Linked DNA regions of Mus musculus: region 2 is linked to region 1. A link is a contact called in public HiChIP or PLAC-seq data. All regions are on one chromosome and are shown on one strand. Each heading gives the region's core, a stretch centred on a gene start, on an enhancer-like site or on the middle of the called end of the contact. The rest is flanking DNA. Distances are from core to core; before and after follow the strand shown. Region 1 has its middle 17 kb from the start of Slc28a2. Region 2 overlaps Slc28a2 (solute carrier family 28 (sodium-coupled nucleoside transporter), member 2).

Evidence for each region. HiChIP or PLAC-seq counts read pairs in DNA pulled down with a chosen protein or histone mark.
Region 2: an H3K4me3 HiChIP or PLAC-seq map of bone marrow-derived macrophages shows a contact between it and region 1, with 2.8 times the contacts expected there. The contact joins two enhancer-like sites. A contact is called at or near these places in 2 of 15 datasets of contacts at CTCF or cohesin (CD8 T cells and large pre-B cells), 10 of 484 Hi-C or Micro-C datasets (B cells, bone marrow-derived macrophages, embryonic fibroblasts and 4 more), 3 of 115 datasets of contacts at active chromatin or transcription factors (CD8 T cells and bone marrow-derived macrophages) and 3 of 9 other capture datasets (adipose tissue, liver and pancreatic islet).

The regions. Positions count from the first base shown.
Region 1 is chr2:122,407,720-122,410,419 of GRCm38.p6, forward strand. No RefSeq gene overlaps it. Among named protein-coding and RNA genes, the nearest start is that of Slc28a2, 17 kb to the right of the region's middle. Within about 2 kb of position 1,417, at least 39 of the 459 cell types and tissues checked have an H3K27ac peak or open chromatin away from gene starts, as enhancers often do. A contact at or near this core is called in bone marrow-derived macrophages, where this site is marked.
Region 2 is chr2:122,452,871-122,455,570 of GRCm38.p6, forward strand. Slc28a2 (solute carrier family 28 (sodium-coupled nucleoside transporter), member 2) reads left to right here. Exons shown (of 20, transcript NM_172980.4): 13 at 1,611-1,736; 14 at 1,819-1,949; 15 at 2,362-2,530; 16 at 2,689-2,700. Among named protein-coding and RNA genes, the nearest start is that of Slc28a2, 28 kb to the left of the region's middle. Within about 2 kb of position 1,326, at least 4 of the 459 cell types and tissues checked have an H3K27ac peak or open chromatin away from gene starts, as enhancers often do. A contact at or near this core is called in bone marrow-derived macrophages, where this site is marked.

The sequences.
Region 1 (2,700 bases), core at 167-2,666:
AACATTCACTTTATAGCCAGAAACAAGTGGGAAGGGCTGGAGAGCAGAGTTTCACAATTTCCTTCAGGGCTCACCCTATGACCTAAAGGTCTCCTATCGGGCCCTGACCTTCAGTTTCTATCACCACTCTGCGATCTCATCATTGCAGACTTTCCCTCTCTTCTTTTCAGTCTAGTTTAGTCAGACCCCTCACAGGCCTGAACCTTTACTTCTCCTATCAGTGTCCTCACCTCTCTCCTCATCAACCCAACACTAATCATGAGAGCCAATCTGTTTCTTTTTCCTTTCTTTTTCTTTCCACTCGTATTCACAGTAACTAGTATATCATCACACGTGATATTATCAGTCTTCTTTTATTCCCTAAAATGATTGGTGTTTAAGGGCTAATTGATTTTTTAATTTGCTATCAATCCATTTTCACAGCTTTATCCCTGGAGAGTGAGTATTGTTTCAGAGTAGCATGCTCCTCTGAGGGAAGTATTAAGGATAGATGCTGGTGCTCCCAACAACCATCTACCAGAGGAATGACACCCCGGTCTTACTAAAACCTAGTTCTTCCAAGGCACTGCAAACACCTCCACTAAAAAAAGAAAGGTGAATTAAAAATTTAAAAGTTAAAAAAAAAACCCAAACCAATCAATTTGTAAATTCCAATTTAAAAACATAAGTAACCCGAGAAAACAAGAGGATGTATCTTCTCTGAAAGCTACACGATGCAGTAATGGCACCAATAACAGTGATTTAAATGAAAAACCAGACAAAGAACTGTAAAGAATGATTATAAATACATTCAAAGAAATAAAGGAAGGGACACAAGTAAGCTCCTCAATGAATTCCCAAGAGAACAAAAACAAGTGAATTAAATAAGGAAGTCAATACAGGATGTGAAAATGTAACAATAAAGAGATAGAAATACTAAATAGAAACTGAAGTGAAATATTCACTCCACCAGATAAAAAGATCGTGGGACAGCCTCAGAGGTAGAGTGAACCACAAGGAACACAGACTATCAGGCATTGAGGACAACACAGAGGAATTGGAGCACTTTGTCAGGGACAACGACAAATTAATAAAAAAATAATTACTAATCGAAGCTGTGAGATCTCTGGATACTATGAAAAAAAAAAACCTGTAGCTGTTATTTACAGGCATGGACAAAGGAGAAGGATTCCGTGACGAAGGCATTGGAAACATTTTCAGTAAAATCTTCTCTCAAAGTTACAAAATGCAGTAATGGCCCCAAGGAGAATGACTTAAATGAAATCCCAGACAAAGAATTCTAAGAACGATTATAAATATCCTCAAAGAAATAAAAGGAGGACACAAATAAGCTCCTGAATGAATTCCCAGGAGAATAAAACAGCTGCGTTAAATAAGGAAGTCAAAACGGGATGTGGAAATGAAACAGTAACGAAAAGCAATATTGAAGAGAAACTGAAACGAAACTCAGAAATATCAGAAAACTTCTAAAGTCTAGGGAAAGAGATGTGCATCAAGGCACAGCAAGTGTACAGAACAGCAAACAGGCAGGACCACTAAAGAAGTTCCCAGGTCGTCTTCATAGTTAAAACACTAAAGGCACAAATGAAGAAAGCACGTTGAAAAGTACAAGAGAGAGGCCAAGTCATATATAAAGGTAGGTCCACAAGATAACAGCTGATCTCCCCATCAAGTTATCTCATAACCGAAGGAGAAAGAAAACCGTTCCACGACAAAAGGAAGCTAAGGAAATCGATAACCACTAAACCAAGGTCTACAGAAGGCACTGAAAGGACTTTTTCTTCAGACTGAAGAGAAAAGTAACCACACTCAAAGGCTTGGAGAAAGAGAAAAGGATGCTGTTATCGTAGTTAAGCAAAGGAGGACCAAGTCAATTCCAAACACTGCAAGCTCAACAAAGCGGCCCCCTCTGCGCCCCTTAACTACTTTATTAAGTATCCCAACATCTCTTACTCTGTTTCTCAACAATGTCCTTCATTCTTCAGCTTGTCCCCTTTCAGCCAAGTGTTACCAGCTTTCTTTTCTTTTTCTTTTTTTTTTAGTATTTTTTAATATATATTTTTATTAGGTATTTTCCTCATTTACATTTCCAATGCTATCCCAAAAGTCCCCCATACCCTCCCCCCCCCAATCCCCTAACCACCCATTCCCACTTTTTGGCCCTGGCATTCCCCTGTACTGGGGCATATAAAGTTTGCCTGTCCAATGGGCCTCTCTTTCCAGTGATGGCCGACTAGGCCATCTTTTGATACATAGGCAGCTAGAGTCAAGAGCTCCGGGGTACTGGTTAGTCCATAATGTTGTTCCACCTATAGGGGTGCAGATCCCTTTAGCTCCTTGGGTACTTTCTTTAGATCCTCCATTGGGGGTCCTGTGATCCATCCAATAGCTGACTGTGAGCATCCACTTCTGTGTTTGCTAGGCCCCGGCATAGTCTCACAAGAGACAGCTCTATCTGGGTCCTTTCAGCAAAATCTTGCTAGTGTGTGCAATGGTGTCAGCGTTTGGAAGCTGATTATGGGATGAGTCCCGGACATGGCAGTCTCTAAATGGTCCATCCTTTCATCACAGCTCCAAACATTGTCTCTGTAACTCCTTCCATGGGTGTTCTGTTCCCAATTCTAAGAAGGGGCAAAGTGTCCACACTTTGGTCTTCGTTCTTCTTCAGTTTCATGCGTTTAGCAAATTGTATCTTATATC
Region 2 (2,700 bases), core at 76-2,575, 45 kb after region 1:
GTCAGTCTTTATGAAAGAATCCTCAGAGGGTCAAGGAGAACTCGATGCCTAATGCACAGTCCAGACACACTATCCAGCTTCTTATATAGGGGAATGTCCTAGTCTAAGCCTTATCCCCTCAGGAGCTGGGAAGGATGGTTGAGCTACCTCTGGTTTCTTGCTGTGATTCACCGTGATTTTTCTGAGGTCTCTGAGGAGGCAATGGCTTGTCTTGCTCAGAACTGTCAGGACTCTTCTTCACACAGCATCTTTCTCAGTGTATCCATCTGTGTGGAAGAGCATGTGTTTGTGTGCAATAGATGTCTTTCTCTTTGCTGTGATTAAATACCTTGGAAAAAAAAGGTGTATTAAGAGAAAAAGGATTCATTTTGACTCACGGCTTGAGAGTACAGCCACCCTATTGGGAAGAGCTTGGTGACAGGAGCTTAAGGCCACTGGTGCTTGTGCCCAGCACCCAGGACCCAAGCCTAGGAAATGTCCTAACCACTTTTAGAATGGGTCTTTCTGCTTTAATCTAATTAAAATAATCTCTCACAGGCTGACCTATCAAGATAACCCCTCACAGGCATTCCTAGAGTCATTTTGAGGAGATTCTATCAATTATTGATAATCAACATTAACCATTTCAGTGTTAAATCTATGCTATTGACTGGTCAAATCAACATTAGGGACAATAGTTTTTCAAATGAGTAAGAAGTTAACAATTGGGGTCTTTTTCTCCCAAAGCCTTGGGCTGTTTATCTGCTTTTGATCTGTTTTCACAGTACTTTTGGATTCTTTTATCATGACCTTACATTTTGCTAAAATTATCTATAATCAGTTGAACTTTTCCAGCTAGACCTAATCATCTAAGAGCAGGGCCCTTGCCTTAGTGCTCTACTAAGCTAATCCATCGTTTTGCTGACACTCATTAAAGGATACATGACCTAATAGATTAAGGCTAGGTCATTTCCTCCTTGAATCTTCCTAATTAATAAAAATTACAGACATTTCATTAAAAAATTATATTTTGTTTAATGACTCTTCCTCTCTCATCTCTCCTCTCTTCTCTGTCTCTCTCTCTGTCTCTCTCTCTGTCTCTCTCTCTCTCTGTCTCTCTCTCTCTCTCTCTTTCGTATGTGTGTAAGTAGTCATGTATCATGGCTCTCATATGGAGGTCAGAGGACAACTTGTGGATGCCGGGTTTTTCTTTCCTTATGGGTTCTAGATATTGATATCAGGTCTCCAGGCTGAACTTTGTTGTTGGCTTGACATTATTTTCTTATTATTTCATACAGCATTAGCTTAGATAAGCTATTTTCAGTTCCTTTAATACATGCTCTGTAGACATCTAGTGTGTGGTCAGCAATGGAACTGTACTCTATAATTTACTCACTAAGCTCATGGACTTAGACACCGAAAACAAAGTAAATGAACACCAGTTGTCTACAGTATTCTATAATATGCTAGAGGAACACGTGAAAACAGGACCTCATGGAGATGGTTGGGCAGGTTTTTGTCCACTGACTGGAAGGGCATGTATCTGATAGGTCCATTCTCTATCTGGGATAAGCACTTTGACTTGGGGAGTGATACCCTCTTGGTGTGTGACTATTTTTCTTTGTTTTTAGACAGAGGCGCCTCTGCTCATCCGTCCCTACCTTGCAGACATGACCATCTCTGAAATCCATGCAGTCATGACTGGAGGCTTTGCTACCATAGCAGGCACAGTGTTGGGAGCCTTCATATCCTTTGGGGTGAGGCACAGTCAACATAATTGCTCATGGTGCACTCATGTTGAGGCCCCACAGTGGTGCTAATCCCCATCTGGCTTTACAGATTGATGCATCATCCTTGATTTCTGCCTCAGTGATGGCTGCCCCTTGTGCACTTGCCTTGTCCAAACTGGTATATCCAGAAGTCGAAGAGTCCAAGTTCAAGAGCAAGGAGGGACTGAAGCTGCCTCGAGGGTGAGCTGGGGACAGTTCAGGAGATGATAAGGTGTGCTACCTGAGGAAGCCCAGGGTGCTAGAGACTTCCAGCTTCCCCAAAGGAAGAAGGTCTGTCACTCCATGTCCCCTTTTGCTACCCTGCTTCCAGCTAATCATTTTCAGTCTTTGTTTTGTTTCGACTTAACCTTCCCACCTGGCATTAGTGGGATATTATACAAATATTCTATGTCCTTGGCATCAGACTTTCATGCAATAATATCTGAATCACTTCAGAGTAATCTCCACTATTATAATTACTGAGGATTCCCAGCACCCCTCAAAATGGCTGGCTACCCATTTCTTCCATTTTAGGGTCTATAGAGCTGCTCCTCTCTGAGGAGCTGAGATTACTGTAGATAGCATATTCTTTCTCTGTGCCCAATAACCACAGGGAAGAGAGGAATATCCTGGAAGCTGCAAGCAATGGAGCCACAGATGCCATAAGCCTTGTTGCTAATGTTGCAGCCAACCTGATTGCCTTTCTGGCTGTATTGGCCTTCATCAATGCTACCCTCTCTTGGCTGGGGGAAATGGTGGATATCCATGGACTCAGTTTCCAGGTAAAGTCTTATATGTGTTGGGCATGTTTTCCTGACTCTCAGTAAACTGAAAGCCTGAGGAGGAGAAGGAGGTAGAGGAAGGAGAGGCGGCTAAGTGTCTGGAGCAGCTCCTGGTGCCTGACTTCTGTTGTCTACTCTTCCTTTCCCTTCTTTCTCAGGTCATCTGCTCC